Linked DNA regions of Sparus aurata: region 1 is linked to region 2. The links are chromatin contacts, called in public Hi-C maps. All regions are on one chromosome and are shown on one strand. Each heading gives the region's core, a stretch centred on a gene start, on an enhancer-like site or on the middle of the called end of the contact. The rest is flanking DNA. Distances are from core to core; before and after follow the strand shown. Region 1 holds the start of deptor (DEP domain containing MTOR-interacting protein). Region 2 holds the start of mrpl13 (mitochondrial ribosomal protein L13).

The links. A called contact is a pair of places that touch in the nucleus more often than the background predicts.
Region 1: a contact with region 2 is called in a Hi-C map of an unstated tissue, with 2.9 times the contacts expected there. The contact joins the promoter of deptor here to the promoter of mrpl13 in region 2. A contact is called at or near these places in 2 of 2 Hi-C or Micro-C datasets (skeletal muscle and an unstated tissue).

Annotation. Positions count from the first base shown.
Region 1 is chr17:17,745,811-17,751,669 of fSpaAur1.1, forward strand. It overlaps deptor (DEP domain containing MTOR-interacting protein), which reads right to left and starts at 3,105. Exons shown (of 10, transcript XM_030393801.1): 1 at 2,693-3,105; 2 at 2,364-2,453. The coding sequence starts at 2,706.
Region 2 is chr17:17,544,453-17,550,281 of fSpaAur1.1, forward strand. mrpl13 (mitochondrial ribosomal protein L13) reads left to right here and starts at 3,422. Exons shown (of 7, transcript XM_030393564.1): 1 at 3,422-3,546; 2 at 5,093-5,216; 3 at 5,549-5,642. The coding sequence starts at 3,520. dscc1 (DNA replication and sister chromatid cohesion 1) reads right to left here and starts at 3,225. Exons shown (of 9, transcript XM_030393556.1): 1 at 2,850-3,225; 2 at 2,302-2,470; 3 at 1,801-1,935; 4 at 1,224-1,314; 5 at 851-989; 6 at 595-647; 7 at 345-499. The coding sequence starts at 3,019.

The DNA.
Region 1 (5,859 bases), core at 1,855-4,354, 200 kb after region 2:
GGCTCAGGTGTCAGACCCCTTGTTGTGGGAGTTGTTCTGATTCTCTCTGATAGCTTTTCATCAAGCTCCCCTGAAAGTGGAAAGTTTCTTCTTGCTCAGTGAAAATCTGATTTTTAATGAACATGACTTGTGACATCACCCACAGTTTGGAAGCCAACCATCTTCATCAAGTGTGATATAGAAACATGTAGCCACCAGTGACGATACACTGAGAAAGGACTTGATGAAGGGGGAGACATTTAAAACAGAAATCTGCATATTCACAGACGCAGGAATTTTTAATGAGGTATAAGAAGTCAATGAGTTTTTAAGTGGAAATTACACCTTTTTTTGGCCGCAAAAACATATATGATCCACATTATTGTTCTAAACAGACTATTTGTATACACGAGGGGATCTAACGATGGCAAGCCGGGCTGATTCTGAATGAGTCTCTGGTTCCGCAGTTTGACTATGATGATGCAGAGTCCCAAGTTGAAACATTCACCACGCCTGACTCTTCATCACAGTCTGCCATGGCGCAACAAACAGCCCATTCACAACTATGAACCGGTCACAGGACTTACTACAGCAGCTGTGTGTGTCTCTGTGCCATGGTATCCGTCCTTCTGCGTGAGGCACATCTGCTCCAACATACGAGCAGTCGACATGATCGGACACAAATGAGTTCTAGGATATTATTTTTTTTTTTGTCCTGTTATCAGTACCAGGAAGTATGTCACTCTTGTTCCATGAGCTTGACTCGTGATAGACTGATCAAACAAAGGCGTTGATCAGGTACACTCCTTTCTTTGATACCAGCAGGTTTGATTTCATTTTCATGAATACAGCTGCTCACACTGACTCACTCGCCTGTCCACTGTCAACACAGTCCAAAGGACAGAGCTAAAGCAGGGAGTCGAGGTTAAACACTGGAGGGAGAGCATCTTTCATTGCCCTTTCGTTTTCAAGGGGAATCAGGGTTGTATAATCAACGATGTCCTTGCTCATCCTGAGCAGGACATAAGTTTCTGTACCAATTTTCATGGCATTCCATCTGATGTTTATTGACACGTTTCACTCAAATTTTACTTTGAGATGAAAAGCCAGAGGGTCACCAAAGTCCAAACAAGCCATCCTCTAGGAGACCGTGACTGTCTGTACACAGTTTCACCATAATTCATCTGAAAGTTGTTGAGATATTTTAGTCTGGGGCAAAGTGAGGGAGCCACCCACAAAAAGACATAGCCATCCTTACAGCCATGTCTCTTAAAAAGCTCTCGGTCCAACTTCTAGGTCTGTAAAAAAGAGAGAGAGTATATCACAACCTCAAGTCCCTTTCCCCTGGAACAGCAGTGTCTCAGAGGCAGAGGACTCTGGGACAGCCAACCGGACCAACCTGCTGTTCACGGACACAAGCCACGCCGCCAGCTGGCAGCCTATGTACTCAGCTATGCCAAGGACACTGACACACACACACACACACACACTATATACAATGAGAAACAGGAAAACACACACCAGTGCTAAGCAAGGGAACACAGAAGAGTAACATTGAGATACAAACTCAATCTCTTGAAGTGGCGAATGTGTATTTCTTCACAAAGCTCTAATTCAGTTTGTACCACCCAGCTGGAAAACACAATTCAGCCACATAGTTCAGCGGGGGGCTGAAATTCCAGGCATTGATGCCATGCTTTACCTACTGAGCCTCTATTCATTGCTGGGAGTGAGAGCCACCGGGGTTACGGGGCTTTTCTTTCTGTACAGTAGGTCAAAGGGTGCAGCATGTCAACAACACTGCCAAGGTTACTGGGACAATTGCCTGATGGGTGGGGCGTGATCATGATACAGGGTAAGCAGGTTGATCATTCACCGCGCAGCTCAAAGGGCACTCACTGTCTTACTGGAGCGACAGAAATCACTCATGTGGTCAGTTCTCAAAACAGGATCCTGCTGCAGCAGCGTGCACGGGGAGGGCTGTGCATGTGTGGACGCCTTTGTTTGGCGGTGCATGCTTGCTGCTGCAGTGGAGCTGAGCTTGCCTGCTCCGCTCTGCCAGTCTGCAGTGAAGGACAGCTACATGCATGATCACTAACCTGCTGTCATGCTTGCACCACCCACTTCTCTCACTGAATGGGCCGCGTCCTGTCCTATCCTCCTGATATGGGGCACGGCAACATGCAAGACTGAGCATGAAAACTAACCAAGCAAAGATTATTTCTGGTAATTTACGAAGTGTGATCATGGTGGAAGATCTGTGGGGTCAGTTTGCAAGATCATCCGGGACACACACACACACACACACACACACACACACACACACACACACAATGCCTCGATCTCTCTCACCCAGCGTCAGTGGAGGACCCTGACCGACCTACCTCAGCTGTTCTCCGGTGACGAGCACCTCGGCCAGCCGCTCCAGCTCTGCAGCCTTCTTCTGCATGGTGTTCCCGATCCCGTCCATCTCTCTGCTAACACAGAAAAAGCACAGACCCGGGGATGTTTTGTTGACAAACCCAAAGACATCATACTAGTACTACTACTACTAATAAATAACTGCTATAATAACAAATGTTGTGCAGCAATACACAGAACGAGGAAGAAACTGATTGAAAGAAAAAAAAAAAAAAACAAAGGCGTGCAAGCATCCACGCGGTGACGATCCCTCAGAGTAAATAATGCACCCACACATTGTTCATTCGCTTACCCTTCGAGCACCATGGAGAGCGATAACAACACAATTATTCCTCTAGTGAAAGTGCAGAATTAATCCATCCTCGTCATGCAACAATGCAGCCAGTCAGCGGTCCCAGACGCTCAGCCTCAGCAGCTCCATCAGCCTCGATCCACTTTGAAATTCCTCGAGAAAAAAAAAATCCTCCAGATGACCGCTCACACTCATCAATGCGCGCATGCATCCAGCGCTCCTTCCATGAATCCCTCTATTTATTCGCTCCTGCTGCTCCTGCTGATGTAACGTCTGTGTGAGGAGCAGCCCCGGCGATCCTCCGCTCGGCTGGCTCGGGGTTTGTTTGTCACTGACACGCCGCACGGGGATGGGTGCACGTTTTTCTCCACGGCGCAGCCAGTGCCCATCCACAAAGCCCCCGCATTGGGAGGACTCTGCTGTCGTCACTGGGGGAGTTAACCGGAGGGGCGGGGTTACGGAGGCACGAGAGATGCGCTCGATTCAGCCACCGCTTGGGGATCCAGGGACAAATTGTAGGGGTGGGATGGTGTTGGGTGGCATCATTATGCAACAGAGGTGCTACACCTTTCTCCATTAAAGGTGTATTTAAAACAGACCGAAAACTCTATAGGCTCTGCAACTGTGTGAAACCTTCCATCGTCTACCCACTGATTTCACAGATTAGTCTGATTTTGAGGGTGCAAAACTGCTCATAGCATGACCAGGATCATTCTGCCTGTGTGTACAGAAATCTTTTTTTTCATGACTATTTACATTGTAGATTCTCACTGAGGGCATCAAAACTATAAATGAACACGTGGAATTATTAAGTGTGTATGAAGTGAACATAAAACAAACGCATCCACCCAGCACCGATGAAGTCATCTGGCTGCTCATTAGCAGCACTGGTAAGTGTATCTCTGTGGCTGTGTTTCTGCAGAGTAATGGATTTGTGAATGTTCTCATATTTAATAGTTTATAACCTACATACTGTGTATATATGTGACCACATGATATGTGCTGTGTGTTTGACCTGAGAAGCAAATTTGCTCTGCAGACGAAACCTGTAGATATAATGGGGACATGGCCACAATGAGTCATCAGTTGACTTGAACACACTTTCTAAATTCCACCACACACTCCCTAGATGACACAAATCAAATAAAAGGACTGATAATGTCACTGCTCTGTGTAAGAAGAAACACTAAAATCCGTTGTGGGACCATCTACTCTAGGACCCTGTCCATTTAGAAGAGGCATGCTGGACTCTATGTAGCCTGTTTCTGCTGCATTCAAATGCCCTGACGATGCCCTCTCTGCAAACTGATAGCTTGGTTTTTGACAGTTCATTCTTTTCAAATTAGTTGCTTTTATTATGTGTTTGACTTAGTCAGTACCTCAGGGATGAGTCAGTGAGAAACATGGTTGTAGAATTATTAGTCAGTTACGCCCTCTGGTGTCCCAATGTTTAAATAAATCACCCATAATTTCTTCCAGTGGAGAAAACTTGATAATCCTACATGCTGGAAAAGTAGCTGGCTTCTACATGGTTGAATAGCTAATTTCTCCCTGTGTGTTTTCTATTACAAGGGTGTAGTGGTTAAACTTTTATTTGCTTTTACCTTTTAATCTTGGAACCCTTTTTGCCCCGTCCTCTCCAACAGCCCGAGTACGCCCCTGACTCTGAGTTGTGTTAGTTTTAGAATAGTGCAAATATGGGCACAAAGAGTGGTGCATTACAAATATACAAACAGATCAAAAAAAACAAAAAAAACATTTTGGGGTGAGCTGTTCCTTTATGAGTGAGTACTGTGTGTTCTGTTCCTTTGAGGGCTCCATTCTATGTGACCAGTAGGGGAGCTGCTGACTGTGGATTCACAGTAGTACAACGTGGAACATGGTAAGGGATGATTTTTATAAAATCATCCCTTACCTTACTGAACACAAATCATATATGACGTTTGTGTTCAGTAATTTGTTTCTTCTGCCCTTAATGTCTGGCATACTGGTAAATGTAGTTTGGTGGACGAGGTACAATGAAGCTAACTTTATGTGACTGATGATGACACATCGTCTTTATGCTTTTGTCCAAATGTCATTTTGGAATCACATGCCATTGTGAAACCAGACATGGTAATTAATTTTACGTTATATTGCTGCTTTTGCATCCACTGCTTAAACACTGGATACCCCCGCTTCAACACTTGGTGCTCTCATCCAGTTTAAAAAGTACATGTGCAATATTGGTCCTTCCTTTTTTAAAACAGGGGAGGATACAACAATGCACCTTTGAAATTTTTACAAGGCGAGTTTATCCTTTTGAACATATGTTTCAAAGATAGAAAGACACATAAATAAACCTGGTTGAACCATTTTAGGCCTGAGGGGTTATTATTGTCTATACTCAAAATGTCTTCTTCAAGGTTGACTGCAAATCATTCAGTTACAATATGAATTTAAATGGTGTCACAACCACCAGACAAAGCAAATAATCTCGCCTGTTTGTTTTTACACACAGGCTCTGCACCATCTGGTGGATAGCACCACTAGACGGTGAAGTTCTAATGTCATACAGGAATGAATAATCCTAAATTCAAAAGCAGATCGGTTTAACTTTTTATTCATTGATTTATTTATTAATTTATCTCAAAATCAAAGACTATGAAGAACTACCATTTTATCCGTGGCCCGGGGACTGGCAGAAGGCCCTTTGCTTTGAGGTGTATCCTGTTTGTTGCCAATCATTTATTGAATGTGTTAGTCTTGGAATCCAATCAAGTGAAATATAGAAGAAGGTTTGTTAGACGCTGGTTTACAGTTGGCTACCTGTTACCAGAGTCATGTAGCAGGTGCATGCACAGATAGGTGAGCACCTGACTATTTATTAAAAGCAGTCTCGCACTGGTCTCAGAAAAGAAAATAATTAGTCAGGCTCTTGTGTATACTGGAAATTTGTTTGGATGCCATTTAAGTCAGTTTTTCTCAATTTTGTGTACCATGTATGAATTTGAAAACATGTCAAATTTGCAGCTTCTTCAAGGAACAAAGTGCGACAATGTCAGGGTGGGAAAAGAGATGTGGGTGGGGTGAGGGCTCCTTTTTCACTTTAGCCGCTGCCCCCCCAAATGTCTGTGCAAATCCCTTTTATTTTGGATGTAGTAGAGGGTATCCACACCAAAAATGCA
Region 2 (5,829 bases), core at 2,172-4,671:
GTCAGTTTCTCAAGAGAAGTCAGTGGGAACCAGCGGAGAGAAACAGCTGCAGCAAGTGGGTGTTTTGACCCTATGTCTCAGAATTACTCATGAAAAGCAAACTGGCTATAAAGAGAAAATCATTGTTTAGATAAGAAGAAAAGATAAGAGGTTGATTTTAGTGGTTTAATAGTCAGACTTCCAGTTTGTCCTAGGGAAAAGAAATGTGTGCAAATTTCTCAGTTAATCTTCTATATGTCAAAGCAAACACCCAATCACACTACTTTTACTGTAACTGCATTAAAAAAAGAAAGAAAACTCCCCAATCCCCCTCAGAGTGCAGTATATGAGCATGACAGGCTAACCTTTAGCTGCTCCAGTCTTGTGCTCATGCCGTCTGGGACGCTCTGCTGCCAGACTTCCTGGAACTCCCTCAGGTTGAACTTGACAGCGTTCTGCAGTAGCAGCAGCGCCACTCCTTGACACACTCTATCCTCATGTAGCGCATAAAAAACTTCATCTATCGAGAGGGAGGAAGATTCAGAGATGTGAGCACTGTAGTTTCAGGTTGTGTAGGATTGAAGCTTTGGGTCTTCAGAGATTGTTTTACTTTACCGTTTTCAGTATAGCGTCTCCCATAGCAGTTCAAACAGTGCTCGATCATCTCTCTGTGACAGACAGAAGGAAAAATTATAAGAACCTGAATGAGTGTCTATTATTAAACCTTTCCATGCTCATAATAGATGCTCATTAGTTTTGTTATTTGGGCAGTTTTTTGTTTCCAAAGCCTCAACATGACTGAAAATAAACTCTTAATATTCAATATCTTTCTTTACTTGTTGCATGAACAAGAGACTTGACATCAACTCACTTGGGTTCCAGTGGACCTAACTCTTCCAGACTAGTTTTGAGGGGAACCTTGTCGAAGGACCATGACTCAGAATCCACCAGCTGAGTCACGTGACCGAGCAGCTTCATCTCGTAGTCAAAGTCCAGCACACGCATGTATCCTGGAGGACATAAAAGATACTCTCGCTTAACATCTGGTAGGGATGTGTTTTAGCTCCATGGGGCTAAGAGAGATACATTTTATTTAGAAAAGCATCTTCACTGAACTGTACCTCCTGAGAGCACCACATTGATGTTGGTGATTTGAATGATTTTGAACCTTCTTACTTACCTTCACAACTTTAATAATAACAATAATGTTAATTAAGTTATAATTCAAATGTGTCACTGTTTACCATCTATCTGACAGGCATGGATGGTCTCCAAGTGGGCCTTCAGTTCCTCTTCACTGGCCTGAATCCTCTCCAACAGATCCTGCATTGTGTACTGGTAACAGAAGAGCACAGGAAACCACTGACTAACAGATACTAACAGAAGACATTCAAAACAGGGGAGGAATTTACAGTGAAACATTCAAAATATTCTATTCTATAAATATTTTACTTCCAATATAGACAAGATAAACCATGTACAGATATTGACATAAAAGCCCCATATTTCTCTTAGCCATTACATAATACAATACCAAAAATAATTTGTAATTATCAAATGCTCTTATGAGCAAAATGTTCTTAAAAGCTGCAGTAAATTAAGAGATTTAAACTATAGTAATTTTTTTTTTTTTTTACAGCATCATAGATATTTCCATTAACCGAGGCTTCTGCTATTGTTCTTTTCTCTGACAGATATCCAACATGATGACAGGCTCATACCATGGGTGCTATTGAAAGAGTAAAGACATTCATACCCTATACCAAACATAGTCCAACAGGATATAGTAATTAATTTATTCACTGTATGATATGTTTTTACCCTGTTTTCTGTATTCTCCTCCTTTCCTCCTAAAGAAGGTCCTTCATAAGGATTTTCCATTAAGAGCTTCTTCAGTTTCTTCAGTTTCGGACGCTGCTTCCTCAGTTCCCAGTAGCTGTTACAAAATCCCCAGATCTACAACAGAATAATCAAAATAACTTTATTTATATAGCACTTGAAACAGGATTATAAAGCATGTTATATACATAATAAAGGGCAAAACAATGACAAACAAATGTCAGAAGGCAAAGCAAATATTTAAGAGGCAATTATGAATAGAAATAAAAAGACAATAGTATGTATAAAAACAGTTTGACCTTAGTAAGTAACACCACAATAAAACAGATAAACGCATCAAAGAAGTAGGATATTTTAAGTGTATGTGGGTCATACAAAAGAAATTAACTGTTAATTGTGCATAATGCACCCAGTAGCCTGTGTCTGTTTATGTGGATGTTGCAGTATATCAGGTAGGTATCTGTGTGTGTATTGTTTCCATACCTGAGTGTGCACCACATGAGAGCTTTCCTGGCTGTTAGTTAGCTGGTCTGGCGTTCTGCATCCTGGCAAAAACAGCAGCATGTTGGATGTGTCGGCTATCTTTAGATCATAGGTCTTGTCACCACTGCAGAGGACTGCACGTTCATCTTTGTCCCCTCGAATCACCAGACTGGAAACAGAGAAAACAGCTGTCAGTTACCCACACCCACAACATCAACAAATAAAAGACAGCAGTTTATATGTTCATTATGTTTCACACCACTGTCAATAAAGTAACTTTCAACAATCAACAGTTTTAGACTATTGTCAGATAAACAGGCATGCTGACCACTTGTATTTGTAATTCATCAATAAGGAACATCCATCTATCCATCTCTCCATCTATCTATCTATCTATCTATCTATCTGATGCTGATATATCGATACTGCAAAGATAAGACTTGACGACTAGATAGAAGAACAGAGAACACAAAAGCATAATCATAGTTAGTGTGTTTCTTCGTATACATACTTCTCAGGCACATTAATTCACATTATTAATACCTTACCTTTGGCCAGCTTCGATGTGTTTGACCAGTGTGTCGTCCAGCTCCATCAGGCAGTAGTCTGCAGATGAAACATTTTCTCCGAAGGATAGGCAGTGAATTGTTTTCTGCAGATCCTCCTCCTTCAGCTTGGCGATCTCCAGAGTGGCCTGAACCTCCTCTAAAGTTCTCATGTTGGCTCAGGACGGCAGGTTAGGCGGATAATGTGTCGATGAAAGAATCTTTTTTTGACTCGCCAAACAAACAGCAACAAAGTAAACGTTTTCTAAGGAATGAATAAGTAGCAACTAATGTAACTTTAGGCACGGTGCATGTCAAATTTCCCCGCTCTCTTTCTGTCGTTGGAAGGAAGTGCGGCAACTACGTAAGGTACGACGCCAAAATAGGACCGTGTAGAAACTAACACTCAACAGATAAATAAATAAATAAATACATGCTGAGATTATAATTCTTGATTTATTGAAAGGTTATCATTGATATGTACCGACACTTAACGTTAGCGTGAAAATATATAAAATATAGGAACGTTTTGCCGTATGACTTCGATAAAGATAAACATTGGAAAAATTAAGTCTCAAATCTTGTTTCAACCGAGTAGAATTACCAAGCGGACCGTCACTCACGTTGAGGGTCAAATATTTTGAGGATGTGCTAGCACAGTAGTGTCGTAGAAATGTCAAGTTTCTCCAGATCTGCCCAGGTAACGACACACATTATACATTACATTGTCTTTTTTTTTTTAAATCTCATAATGTGACCGTTAAGTGTGTGCCGGTTACTGTAACGTTAAGACAGGACATCACTCTCAAATGGGCTGCTAGCTAACAAGCGACGCTAACGAGCTAGCCATGGTGTGTATGGATATTATTAACGTTATATCGTTTAAACACATTATAACAAGTGGACTGCTCTCAGCAGTTAGGGAAATTCCCACGAGTCCAATATTATTTCTTGGCAGCCCAAGTTAATGTTAAAACAACGTCGTGAGACCACCATGTCAAATTATACACGCTTGAAGCACTGTTTTAGATAATCCGTGGCAGGCAATTACTTATCAGAATTGTAGAATACATTAATTACAAAACCTGTGGGTGTGTGAGCGTTGCCCTAAAGATTAAAGTATGGACATTGTGCAGAAGATGAAATCTTTTATCTTTAAGGTTAAAGGAGTTTTTATTTGTATTTATTTATTTTTTTTAGCCCTGAAAGTATTCTCCCACCTTTTATTTTGAGACATCCACATGATAGTTTTTAAGATGCTTAATGTAAATAATGAGAACAGTTTTGCTTATTGATGTTTCCTCTGTTATTGTTCTGAAGCAGTTATGGCATAGGATCATGTTTTGGTATTTATTCCACATTCATCCCATATCTTAATTTTGGCGCTAGTGGTAAACGTGGTTTGCAGCATTAGTATTGTTAAATATTCGTGAATAAAGGGCTACTTCTACACACGTTTTTTTGTTCTGACATCTAGATTATAACGGTCAGTTTCCTATTCTGTCTAGCTGTGGTGGTAATGTGTTTACTGCAGGTGTCTACTACCACTCCTGAATAAATGTAGAGGAAACACTGCAGCTTTTAGTTATGGATCTTAAAACCTTTCACACATTATCAAATACACACACACACTCTCTCTCTCTCTCTTATGATACTTAACCCTGACCAGCAGTGATATATGATGGTAATGATGGTATTTTGTGCACTTAGATAATTCATTGGGGTTTATTTGGTTTGGTTGAGTTTTAACTGCGTATTCATTGTGTCAGCTATGGAGTCATCAATTTGTTACAGGAAGAATACGTCAACATTATACATTTTGAAATGCATCATACATTTCTGTATTCTGAAATGCTCTGTTTGTATAATAAATGGCTTCAAACTAGAAACAATGCCTTTTTACAGCAGACATTTTGACTAGTCATTAAAGAAGAAGCACAGGTGTTCTGAATAATATAAATAATAAATGTTCTGAAAAACATTAACAAAGTGTCTTTTGTATTAACAAGTCTTGACAGTGTGACAGCTAACTAGCGTAGACAAAACAAGGACCCTGAATCTGAATGTAAATGGAATCCAGACATAATTAATTTCAATATCTGCACCTGTGCCTTTCCTGCTGAGATGTCAAAACATCTTCAGTGAAAAATGCCTTGTGTGTCTGTTGTTTGTCACACTATTAAACCTGTGATAATCCCATGCCACACAGTTTATTCAACCTATTATTTCTGTCTTTCCTCTTTTAGCAATGGGCGACCTTTGCTCGCTCCTGGTTCGTGATCGATGCCAGAATGCAGCCTCCTGGGAAGATCGCGACCATGTGTTCCGTTAGGTTACAGGGGAAACACAAGCCTATCTATCATGCAATGAGTGAGTCCAATCTGTCACAAACAAGCACATATAAATTCACGAGTAACTTTCTAAATTAAAACAACATTTAAGATGCATGTAAATCAGTGTTCGACCTTGTTCTATTATGAAACCACAACCCACCCTAAGTTTAAGTTGTTGTGACATGGATCGACCACATGATGGCAGTAAAGGATAAACTCTAAATACTTCATTGTCTTTGTTGGTCTAGCAAACTAGCTGATGTTTTTGGTATTATCATTACCATCTGTGTCTGATGTATGTATGACTTTTATGTCTCTCTGTTAAATTAAATTAAAGTATTCCTTTTCCTAATTTTTACACCTTTGCAGGTGACTGTGGGGACCATGTGGTAGTTATAAACACCAAACAAATAGCTTTCTCTGGAAACAAATGGGAGCAGAAGGTCTACTCATCACACTCGGGGTAAGTGCATACAGATGACACACTTGGATTTTTTTTCGGTGTTTCCAATACGCCTTTGCTCTTCGCTGCCTGTCAGTAACTCCAAAAATGTTTCAGGAACAGCATGTCTCAGTGTCACATTCATATTGGAGGAAATGGCTCTGGTGACTAGACTACTAGAGTTTTGTTGCTTTTTTAAATTCTGTAC